Regions from separate parts of the Oryctolagus cuniculus genome. Here region 1 is linked to region 2. The links are chromatin contacts, called in public Micro-C maps. All regions are on one chromosome and are shown on one strand. Each heading gives the region's core, a stretch centred on a gene start, on an enhancer-like site or on the middle of the called end of the contact. The rest is flanking DNA. Distances are from core to core; before and after follow the strand shown. Region 1 holds the start of FLNB (filamin B). Region 2 holds the start of RPP14 (ribonuclease P/MRP subunit p14).

Evidence for each region. A called contact is a pair of places that touch in the nucleus more often than the background predicts.
Region 1: a contact with region 2 is called in a Micro-C map of ear pinna, with 4 times the contacts expected there. The contact joins the promoter of FLNB here to the promoter of RPP14 in region 2. A contact is called at or near these places in 3 of 6 Hi-C or Micro-C datasets (ear pinna, psoas muscle and an unstated tissue).

The regions. Positions count from the first base shown.
Region 1 is chr10:91,955,909-91,961,896 of mOryCun1.1, reverse strand. It overlaps FLNB (filamin B), which reads left to right and starts at 1,543. Exons shown (of 46, transcript XM_002713267.5): 1 at 1,543-2,037. The coding sequence starts at 1,746.
Region 2 is chr10:91,674,780-91,680,835 of mOryCun1.1, reverse strand. It overlaps RPP14 (ribonuclease P/MRP subunit p14), which reads left to right and starts at 1,347. Exons shown (of 6, transcript XM_008260841.4): 1 at 1,347-1,521; 2 at 4,549-4,646; 3 at 4,763-4,847. The coding sequence starts at 4,570. LOC127492327 (a long non-coding RNA gene) reads right to left here and starts at 1,539. Exons shown (of 3, transcript XR_007921560.2): 1 at 1,408-1,539; 2 at 986-1,141; 3 at 1-525.

The sequences.
Region 1 (5,988 bases), core at 294-2,793, 280 kb before region 2:
CTGCTGCTCGGCCCATCGGGAGGATAAAGGCACCTCCCAGGCAGAGAACAGCCTTTGGAAGCTGATCCAGGTTCAAGTCTAGCTTTGTCCAGTCCTCACCAGCTGACCCCAGCAAATCTCCTCACTGTATCACTGCTGTGGGAACGAGTCCCTGTGGCCAGGGCCAGGCAGTGTGCTCCTTCCCTCTGGCTGCTGTCAGCATTTCCAGTGAGTGAGGCCATGTATCTGAACAAAGCACTCAGCGTGATACGCAAAAACCCAGGATACCCACAAATGCCTGAAAGCCCAGGCTGGCCATCCTGCTGTGCCCTCTTAGGAAGCCTGCCTGCCCCAATTCTCCCAAACCTGGATTCAGAGCCTCTTCACTGGCCCCAGGGCAACCCGAGCTTCTCTTGCAGATTTAGCTTCCATTTCTGATGTGCTGCATGGCCTAGACAAGCCGCTTAACTCCTAGGTTAACTCTGTCACTTGGGGCCTATAGCAAGAAAATTACTTAGCAACAGAGCTTGTCACAGGTGCACAGCAGGTGCTCAATACATGCGGGCTGGGTCTTAGCACAACAACTGGATGAGTACTGAGTAGGTACTTAAAATACTAGGAGTACTTCAGCAGCTTCATGGGAAAATGGAATTAAAAGATCAGTTTATTTTGGTGCAAAAAAAAAAAAAAAATTGAAAGCCATGCAAAGCATTTTCATAATACTCATCTTCTGTGAAGACCGCATGTGTGGTGTGGGTGGCAGAACGTTCAGATCCTGATCCCCAGAACCTGTGAATGTAGCCTGCAATCGGTGACTTTAACAGGGACATCACCTGGGCTAGCAATCGCAAGCGTCCTTAGAAGAGGGGAACTGTGACTCTGGTGAACCAGAGAGAGGACACGTGGGAGAGACTTGGCCTGACCTTGCAAGACTGTGAAACCCGAGGAGGAGGTCGTGAACCGGGACCCCCAGGCAGCTTCTACAAGCCCGAGTAGGCAAAGAAAGAGGAAGGAACGCATCCCAGCAGCACCTTGGTGTTGGCGCAGAGACACATGTGCAGGGCATTAACCTGTAGCATGGCAAGGTAATAAACTCCGCCTTTTTTTCTTCTAAGACACACAGTTTCGGCAGCTCGTTCGAGCAGCAGCAGAAACCCAACACAAATGGCAAACGTGTCTTCACGTTTCCTCCTGCTAAGCTAATTTGTGATAGATGACTTAATCCTTCTCTCTGTTATTTGTTCCACTGCTCCCCAGGCTCTGAGAAAAGCGCCTGCCACACAGCGCAAACCCTTACTGACCCTGTGAGTGGATGACGAACCCCCTACCCCAGGACCCACGCCGCTCCTCGCCCATTCTGCCCACCCCCTCCCTCTGCAGGTCCCTTGGCTCGCGGCTGCCAAGCGGCTGCTCTTTCCCTAAGAAGCCTGTGGGGTTGGCGGGCCCTAGCTCGGGAGGCTGCGGGGCGCAGTGCCCGCTCCGGGCGGTAGGGGGCGAGCGTGGCCTGGGGACGCCCCGCGGGAGGGGCGGCCCGGGGCGGGACTTCGGGGGCGGGGCGGCGTAGCGCGCAGGCGCGGGGCCAGGCGCCTCGCGCGGTGAGAGGCGGGCGGCCGCAGAGCAGCCCCGGCCGCGGCTCTGGTAGCAGCGAGTTCGAGCCCCACTCCCGCTCCGCTGCGTTTCTCGCTCCCCCGGCCCTTGGGCCTCGCGCCGACGCCAGCCTCCGGCCGCAGCTCGTTGTTGCGCCTCGCGCTCTCCCCGCCGCCAGGATGCCGGTGACCGAGAAGGACCTGGCGGAGGACGCGCCGTGGAAGAAGATCCAGCAGAACACGTTCACCCGCTGGTGCAACGAGCACCTCAAGTGCGTGAACAAACGCATCGGGAACCTGCAGACCGACCTGAGCGATGGGCTGCGGCTCATCGCGCTGCTCGAGGTGCTCAGCCAGAAGCACATGTACCGCAAGTACCACCAGCGGCCCACCTTCCGTCAGATGCAGCTGGAGAACGTGTCGGTGGCTCTCGAGTTCTTGGACCGTGAGAACATCAAGCTCGTGTCCATCGGTGAGTGCCCCGCACGCTCCGCCGTGCGGGCTGGGCTTGGGGCCGACGCGGGGGAGAGTTGCCCTCAGAGTTACAGGCGGCGGACCCTGGCCGGGGGTCATTCCCTGGACGGGGAACCTGGTGTGGCCACCGTCTGCCGCGAACCCCGGGCTGCCTGTGGGCGAGGGTTGGGGTCGTGGGGGGCGAGGTGAGGTGTGTGTAGGGGTCTTTCTCTGAGCTCCGGCGCCCTGCGCGAGCTGGACCGCTGGAGGCCGTCGCCCTCCCGTAGCCCCAAGGTCAGATGCGCCCTGGAGCGCTCGCCCCGCAGCGCCCAGTCCGGTGCGCTCGGCGGCCGCCCCTTGGGCGTTGGCTGGGCAACCGGGCGGGGAAACCTGGCCAGGACCGTTCTCTGTGCCGGAGGCCTCTCCGCCCAGGTGGAGCCCGGGACCTGGTACCCTCCCCCGCCGTCGCCGGAATGGGCGTGGGCTGGAGGTCGGGCTGGGAGCCTCGGGGGGTGTGTCCTCGCTCCCGCCGCCCCTCACCCCCGGCGCGGCTCTGGCGGTCGCCGCAGGTGGAGAGAATGCCGAGGTGGGGGTGGTCGTTGTGAGCAGCGTCCTCTGAGCCAATAGCCTGCCAAGTTCTGTCCGCGCCGAGAGCTGAGCTGTCCTTAGACCCGTTTTATAGATACGGGACCGAGAGGGTTAACTGGCTTGCCCGGGGACACACAAGTAGGGTCCTGCTGGGAATGGAAGGAAATGGGTGATTTTTAGAAAAAGGCTTTGTTTCCCTCTCCCCATCCTCCCCACAGCGGGGTCTTCCTGAGAGGAAGGAGGGAGTTGGGGGCCTGGGCTCTGCTGCTGGGGAGGAAGAGTGAGGATGAGGGGTCCCCTTCCAGCCTGGGCAGCTTCAGGCTTCCTGGAAGTCTCAAAGCTGTGGCAGTAGGGGCAAGGGGAATGTAATGTGTGTGTGCAGAGCCGTGTGTGTGCAGTGTGTGTATGCAGAGAATGTGTGTGTGCACAGCAAGTGTGTGTGTGTGTGCATGCAGCGTGTCCACATAGTGTGCATGACTAGTATGTGCACGTGCAAAGAGAATGTATGTGTCTGCATAGCATGTGTGGATAATGTATATGTGTGCAAAGAGTTTGTGTGTCCACATAGCAAGTGTGAGTAGTATGTTACTGTGCAGTGTGTGTGTGTGTGTTAAGCAGAGGAGGCATGTGCTACATTGTATATCTTGCCAGGGAGCCACTGGGTCCAGTCTCTTCCTTAGGAAACCAGACCATTATAGTGACTTAGAGACAAGAAAGGGAGGAGGGTGTGGCTGCTGGCCCTTTCTCCCTTGAAAAGGGGGTTCCCTTTGGGCTGAGCCTCCCCCAACACCTGACCTGCTCGGTAGGGCTGCTTCCTGCTTCCTGGGCCCAGGCAGCTGCCACCGCCCAGCCTGCCTCCCAGCACTGCCCCCCACCCCCAGGGTGGCTTTGCTGCAGAGGGGAGGCTACATAGGGTGCTGTTGTCTTTTCTGGGGGGGCCGTTTCCTCTCCTGTGAGGGAGCACCTCTTTCTCCTGGGACTCCTTTTCAGAAACCAGCCTTTCTCAGAGGAGTCTCCAGGCCTGGCTGGGCTCAACTTGGATCTGTTCTTCTTTGTTTTAAAAAGTGTGTATTTATTTAATTAACCGAACAAAGAAACTTAAAGTAAACCAGGAATATGCGAACATGACATGAAATCTCTTAAAAAAAAAAAAAACCCACAGCACCAGAAAATCCCTGACTGCCTAATTTACCAACTGTTTACAGAGGTGGCGGCTGCTTCCAGTATGGACTGGTTCGCAGTGGAGCCGCAGGCTCTTGGGTCTCATTTTCGGCTATGTCTGGTGCTGCACGTTTTTCTCTTGGTCTTCAATATTTTCATTCCTTCCCGAACCCACCCAAGCCTTAGGCCTGCGTTGTCCCCACATTCCAGGGTTGGCTCCCCTTCCTCTGAGGTGGGCCGGTGGGGTGTTGGCAGCCTCTTTTCTGTAGATTTCTCCCTACTGTGAGTGGCATGGTTTCATTTTTTTTCTTTGAAATGATTTCATGGCATTCCTGGGTCAAAAGGTGGACTAATCACATTTATGGCCTCTGTTATTGGCTGCCTAGTGGCTCTCTAGAAAGATCTCAGAGCAAACAGGTTTTCCAGCCTCTGGAGACCAGAGGATGCCTTGCCAAGTGCAGTGTGTATGTGTGTGTGTGTGTGTGTGTGTGTGTGTGTAGTTTCAGGCCTGAGGCCTCTTCCCTCTGCCCCGGGGCTCTTCGAAAAAAACAAGAAAAGGGAGGGGGGTTGTCTGTTCCAGCTTGGATGTCATTGCTGCTTATGTGGCCTCGCGCTGACAATGGCCCCAGCTCTGTCTGGAGTGGAGACACCCTCCTGTGTTCAGTGTGTTCTGCTGATTGCCCTCATGGAGCCCTCCCGGCAATCAGTGATTGATGGCGATCACCGGCCTCATCTAAGGATCTGCTTTGGCAGGCCCCGCCCCCGACCCTGCGGTGGGGTGTTAAGGGCCTAGAATGTGTTGTCATTCCTGTTGTTCCGGAGTGTTGCTGTCTCCATGTCAGGATGAGTGAAGGCAGTTGCAAAGGTGACCCAGTCTGTCAATAAATGGTGAAGGAGCCCGGGTCTGGCCCACTGTTGAATTTGAGCCTGAGCTGACTTGCCTTCCCGTGTCAGGGGTGAGGAACACACAGCCCCTCTCAGAGCGCACCCCCAACACTAGGTTTTGAAAGTCTGGGGTGTTGGTGAGAGCAGGGTACCTCTGGTCTGGGACAAAACAGGGATGTGGGGGCTTTAGTGAGTGACAGGATGAATTGCCCTGGGCTGTGATGAGGGTCCCGTGATCACGGCGGGAAGTGAGTGGCTGCAGCTTGCCTCCCGTGCTGGGGTTGACTTTGTTGCGGAATAATTGTGTCTTCATTATTTTATTTTCTTTGAGATTTCCTGGTACCCAACGAATGCCATCCTACTCCGTAAACAAGGAAGGTATCATTGAACGAACATAGGGTTTTGTATGTCTTGGATGACTCCCAGGGGTTTGCATTGTGGCAGTCGTGTGCGTGTGCTGAGCCCTGACATGAGATGGTCTAACAGCCGCCAGAGGACTGTGGTTTTTCTGCCTCAGATTCACTGAATGACAGCCTGGGCTATTTACTCACACTTGTGGTCCGCGGGAAGGTGGGGCCCTTCCGAGGCTCCCCCCAGAGGTTGACAGTTTTCCTGTTTCTTGTTGTCTCCCAGGCAGTTCACAGAGGCCTCAGCATTTTCAATTCGACTTGTTTGCCAGGAGCTGGCGGTTTTATTTACTTGTTTTTCCAGAAAACTTTCTGACACTGGACAGTCCATCCAACTTGGAGAAAAAGGGGTCTCATTGCCCAAGGGTGACAGAGCTGCCTGGAAGTTTGTGTGGTGTGTGTTTGGATTTGGTTTTTTAGAGAAAGAAATCCCTTCCTTTTCAGAGGATGCAGCCTGAGCCTTCTGTTTTCTGAACTTAGCTCCGCCAGGCTGGTGCCCGAGCCGGGTGTGTGCCCTGGAGACTGGTCACTGGGCAGGGCCTCCAGGGTGGTGGGCTCCTCTCTGCCCCATCTCTTTCCTTTCCCTTTTGTCCCGGCAACGTCAGAGTCATGTCCAGATAGCCCCAAGTCCTGCTCTTTCCTAAACTGCCCAACAAATGGCAATGTGTTTTTTGGGTGCTGTGCACTAATCCTCCCACTAATCCTCTGCCTGCTGCACCCGCACCCTGGGGTTCTAGTCCCGGTTGCTCCTCTTCCAGTCCAGCTCCCTGCTGTGGCCTCGGAGTACAGTGGAGGATGGCCCAAGTCCTTGGGCCCTGCACCTGCATGGGAGACCAGGAGAAGCACTTGGCTCCTGGCTTCGGATCGGCGCGATCCCGATCACTAACTCTGCCTGTCCAAAAAAAAAAAAAAAAAAAAAAAAGTAGCAA
Region 2 (6,056 bases), core at 98-2,597:
GTTCCACCACTTCTCACTGCGTCGTCTTGGGCAAATCGCTTAGCCTATCTGTGCTTCAGTTTTCACTCCTGCATGGTTATAATAGCTACCTCAGGACTGTGAGGTGGTTCCACAAGGTGACCTGTGTAGAATTTTTTGCATAGTGCCTGGCGCACATTAAGCACTTGAGAAATACTCACCGTTGTTATTATTGTTTTTGTTATTATTAAATAAGTCCACCGAATTCCCAGCACCCAGAATTCCCAGCACCTAGGGCTGGCACTGTGGGGCAGCAACGGACGCTGGCATCCCACGTCAGAGCACTGCTCTGACTCCTGGCTGCTCTGCTTCTGATCCAGCTCCCTGCTAATGCATCTGAGAACTCAGCAGATGATGGCCTGGGTCCTTGGGCTGCTGTCACCGGTGTGGGAGACCCAGACGGAGTTCTGGGCTTTTGGTGTCCGCCTAGTGGCTGTTGTGGCAATTCGGGGCGAGAACCAAGGAGTGGAAGATCTCTCTTTCACTCTGCCTTTCCAAATCATAAATCTGAAAAAAAATAAAAATAAAAAATAAAAAGGCCGGCGCCGCGGCTCACTAGGCTAATCCTCCGCCTAGCGGCGCCGGCACACCGGGTTCCAGTCCCGGTCGGGGCGCCGGATTCTGTCCCGGTTGCCCCTCTTCCAGGCCAGCTCTCTGCTGTGGCCCGGGAGTGCAGTGGAGGATGGCCCAGGTGCCTGGGCCCTGCACCCCATGGGAGACCAGGAAAAGCACCTGGCTCCTGGCTCCTGCCTTCGGATCAGCGCGCTGGCCGCGGCGGCCATTGGAGGGTAAACCAACGGCAAAGGAAGACCTTTCTCTCTGTCTCTCTCTCTCACTGTCCACTCTGCCTGTCAAAAAATAAAAAATAAAAAAATAAAAAAAAACCACAGACAAGAATAGTGCTGAGTGCACAACAGGCACTCAGCGCGGTGTTAGTGAACAAACGTATGGATGAAGCTTGGCTTACGTTTGCAAACAGGACCAGGTGGGTCTTTTCGTGTCCACTCAGAGCACCTCCTATGTGCTGGCAACCACAGGGGACACTGAGGGAAGGTGCTGTCCGTCTTTGGGAGGTGCTGGGTACAGCAGAAGTTAAGCAGCGGAGATGCTAGACATCTACTGGCTGAAAAACCGAATGCATGAATAAATGAATGCCATGAAGCACTCTGCGGGGCTGCATACACACACCTCACGACCCGCACTCCGAGCACCCGGGGCGCCCCCAGGTTTCTCCCGAGTGGACACCAGAGGGCGCTGAGCTCCGCAGGGCTCACATCCCGAGGAGGATTCACCCATGGGTCCTGGGGCGGACGCCGCGCGGTGACGTCACATCCGCCAGGACGGCACGCTTCCGGGGGCGGGACAGGAACAAGCCAAACGAAAACTTACCGGGAGTTTGCCGGGCCCAGGCGCTGGCAGTCCCTTAGGGGCTCCAGACCTTGGCGGATATTCGGAGCGAACCCGGAGTCAGAGGAGGAGTCTTGCTCGTCCAACCGAGAGCAGGTAGGCGGAAGCCCTGGGGCGGCTGTTGTGTTCCGGACGTGCGCTCAGTCGGCCGCGCGGGTGTCCCCGGGCGCGTGCGCCGGGGTAGAGCGACCGGGAGGGAGGAGCCAGGCCGGAGGAGGTGCTGGGGGGCTCCAGCCGATCGTCCTCCCCGGTGTCGGTCTCGGCCGCGCCGGGCGGCCGGGAGGACTAAGCGGGCCCAGGGGACAGTGTGCTGCATCAGCGGCGGTCGCCACTTGGAAACGATGGAAAACGCAGGTCCCTAAGTCGCTGGGGGTTGATTTGTTGAAATAATTGAGTGAAAGTGTGGAGACCGCCTGCCGTATGCGGGGCCCTATTGTCGGTCCCTGGAGAAGGGCAGTGAGCCGGACGGAGCCGTGGACACCCTGCCGGGGCAAGGAGAGGAGGAGGGGGAGAGAGAACGTGAATTGCGGGTCTGTTACTAGCTGGCAGACGCCCGGGGTGGGGGGTGGGGGGCGAACAGGGCCCGAGGCGGGGCCGGGGGTCGTCGCGGTGTTAGGATGGGCACCGGGCCACGTGGAGGGGAGTCGGGGAGGCCTAGAAGGAGGCGGCGGGAGGAAGGGCGGTGCGTAACTGGCGGGAGAGCCTGGTGCGTGCGCGGCCCGTGTGCTGGAAGGGACGAGTGCGGGCCGTGGCGGGAGCAGCGGTGCGGGGTGCGGGAAGGGCCTCCCGGCAGGCGCACCCGGAGTCTGGCCTCGCTCTAGACAGATCCGGAGAGTGGGGTCTGGTAGATTCTGTGGCTGCGGGGGAGGGGCACAGGGGCGGAATCGGAGACCCTTGGTACCGACAGAGCAGTTTCTAGGCTTCCCTGCCGCCCCTGAGAAGGCTGGCTTCAGAGGGGAAGTGGACCGTGACTCCAGGCGTGCTTCCGTTTGGTGGCGGGCCTGGGGGCCGTGCCAGGCTCATCTTTACTTTCAGAACAGCCTGCAGAGGGCGCTGGTGTCACTGAGGAGTCCGGTTTTTGGCGAGCTCATGTGTTCCATGAGTTTGGAGAGGTGTTTTGTTTTGTTTGTTTGTTTCTTTTTTTTTTGGTAATATATGTGTAAGGTAAAACATCGTTTGATCCATTGTTTTTTTTTTATTTATTTTTATTTTTTGACAGGCAGAGTGGACAGTGAGAGAGAGAGACAGAGAGAAAGGTCTTCCTTTGCCATTGGTTCACCCTCCAATGGCCACCATGGCTGGCGCGCTGCGGCCGGCGCACCGCGCTGATCCAAAGCCAGGAGCCAGGTGCTTTTCCTGGTCTCCCATGGGGTGCAGGGCCCAAGCACCTGGGCCATCCTCCACTGCACTCCCGGGCCACAGCAGAGAGCTGGCCTGGAAGAGGGGCAACCGGGACAGAATCCGGCGCCCCGACCGGGACTAGAACCCGGTGTGCCGGCGCCGCAAGGCGGAGGATTAGCCTAGTGAGCCGCGGCGCTGGCCTGATCCATTGTTGTGTGCAGTTAGGTGGCATTAAGTGCATTCTGACTGTTGGGCAGCCACCATCGGTATCCATCTCCCAAATGCCCAGGGTCAGCAACTCCTTCGAAGCACTTGGAAATACTTGAGAAAGCACCTGTCATGTGCCAGGCACTGAAAGAAGTAGATGCGATTTTTGCTGTTTTTGCGCTTCTGGTTAGGCGGGGCTCTGGGGGCAGGTGGACGGTCACTGTGCTGTCCTGAAGCCAGAGGCGCAGTTGAACATAGGGTCCCCCGCTGCCGCCGTTCTCTGAGCTCTGTGTCCTCCAAGCCAGACACAGAAAATGCTGAGGTCTGTTGAATGGATGTGTGGATGGAGCTCCTGCCGTCCGGCTTGTGCTTGTCTCTGGGCTCTTCGTCTGGAAATGGGCCTGAACCTGAGAGGTTTTGAAAATGCTCGTCTGGATCTCTGTGACCTTGGCTTAGTTCTTCTCTGTGCTTGGGCCTCAGTTTCTGGGTCTCGGCAGCGGGGAGCCCAGATACTAAGCAAACAAGCAGTGTCAAGACGTCCTATAACGTGAGCATTCCCGAGAGGGCGGCAGAAGGGCTCGAGGGGGAGGCCGGGGGAAGAGGAACTGGAGGGCAGCACTCTGCGGGCCTCGAGCGTGCTCTGAGTTCTCGGAAGGCCCAGACCTCAGCAATGGCTCTGAGTGCCCATTCCAGGAATTCCTCAGTCTCTCACGGAGCTGCCAGGTGGTCCTGCCCAGACCTGACCCTGGACCGAGAGCAGGTTCACCTGGAAGGGGGGCAGCCAGCTGCTTGTTCGTGCTCTGGGCTGACTCAGAGTAAACCAGAAAGGGGCCCGCAGGTCTCAGGTTTGGCTCCTTTATGTTTTCATTTTTTTCCTCTGGATCCAGAGGCACCATTCCAGGGCAGTCTTGCCATGGCAGAGTAGGTAGAGCCTGGGCCAGGCGCTAGCCATGAGGGTGGTAATAGTGTCTGCCTCATAAAATCGCTTTGAAGGCGCAGAAGCTAAGGCATGTGCAGTGCGTAGTGCACACTGGGTGCTTAGTAAGGAGAAATGGGAGCTGGCTTGTTACTGAGGTGGAAGTGAGGGCAGTGGTCTGGCATATTGAACAATATAGCAGCTTCCTTGTATCTGTGGGGTGACCTGCATTTGACCAGAATTAGATAAGTTGCTGTCCTAAGAAGTCACTTTAAAATAAGTCATATTCTTATTAAAAGTGTGAAAAATAGCATTTTAATTTTTAAAGGTTATTTATTTGGAGGCAGAGTGATGGAGAAGAGGGGAGAGACAAAGAGAGCTCTTAGCTGTTGATTTGCTCCACCCCGAATTGCTGCAACAGCCAGGGCTGGGCTGGGCAGGAGCCAGGAGTAGCAGAGGCCCAAGCACTTTAGCCATCCTCTGCTCCTTTCCCAGGCGCATTAGCAGGAACCTGGATCAGAAACAGGGTTGCTGGGGTTCAAACTGGTGCTCCAATATGGGATGCTGGCATTGCAGGTGGCAGCTTAACCAGCTATACCACGATGCTGGCCCCAAGAGCACATGTCTTGGTAATCTCCATCCCTCTTGACTTGCTGTAGGTGTGATCAGCATTGGAAAGGATGGAATTCGAAGAGAGCTGGTCTCAAAGAATAATGCGCATAGATCCCTCCGACTACCACTACATGAAAGTCTGCCTGTGAGTTCAGTCTCCTAAGTTCTATTTTAAATTACTTTTTAATAGACTTGAGCAGCATAAAATTTAACATAATGATGTCTCCCTCTTTCTTTTTTTCTTTGTAATATTCCTTGCAGAGAATTTGAAGAACACGGAATTGGACTGAACGCTGCACAGTTCAAGCAGCTGCTTGTCTCAGCCCTGCAGGAGCTGTTTGGGGAGGTAGGGAGTCACTAGATGCAGTGGACAGTCTGACGTTTCTTTGTAAGAAATACAGAAAGAACACTTTCCAAATGTTATTTTAAAACTGGATTTGGAATCGCAGAAGCTGACTTAGAAATCAAGAATTTGGAGCAGGTTTGTTCTAATGTGCCTTCTATTTGACAAGGATCTTGTTAGACAGATGTTGTGTTCCAGCTCAGAGATACTCAAGGTATGGTCCCAACTTGACAGCCTGCAATCTGTTAGGTTTATTTGTTTGCCAGTCTTCAAGATAGGAGTTCACACCAGAACCAGCATGCTACTTCCGTTGATGAGAAAGCTTGTAAGAAGGTGCGAGTAAACGAAACATGCAGTTGCTGTTCATTCTCACAGACCAGCACCTGGTCAGCTTGTCTTAGCATTCAGTTGAGAACAGAAATAGAAATCTGAAAGCTAAGCGAGAAGACAAGACAGGATTCTCAGCAAACTACTTCCTGGTTCATGTATTGTATCAAAATTTGCTAAGTTCCTTAGAAAATATAAAACTTGTGCTCTGTAAAAAACCTTGCTAAGAGGGTGAAAACACAAATTACAGACAGAAAAGTGGTGTTAATAGATAAGTTTATTTTGGTGCAAAAAATTTTGAAATCCATGCATGGTTTGTCCATAATAGGCATTTTCCATGAACTTTTTGAACTTCCCTTGTGTTTACAAAGCACATATCCAGCAAAGGACTCAAATCTAGAATGTAGAAAGAGCTCTGAAGACTTCATAGTAGGTGTGGATGTTACAGTGTGGTGTGTTGATCTGCTGCTTAGGACGCTTGCATCCCATATGCAAGGGCCTGAGATCTAGTCCCGCCCTGCTTCCCATCAGGCTCCCTCTAGCGCGCCTGGGAGGAAGCAGATGATGGCTGAAGTACTTGGTCCCGTGCTACAGTGTGGGAAACCCGGATGAAGTTCCTGACTCCTGACATTGTCCTGTCCAGCTCCGGCTGTTGCAGGCATTGGGGAGTGAACTAGCAGATGCAAAGTCTCTCACTCTGTCTCCTTCTGTCACTCTGCCTTTCAAATAAATAAATCTTTAAACAACAACAACAAAAACTTAATAGTAAATAACCTAACAGTCAAACTAGAAAGTGAACAAAAACCATGAAAAGACATCTCACTAAAGAGGATGTGCATTTGGCAAAAGCAGCTGAAAAGATGTTTAACCTTACCTATTAAGGAA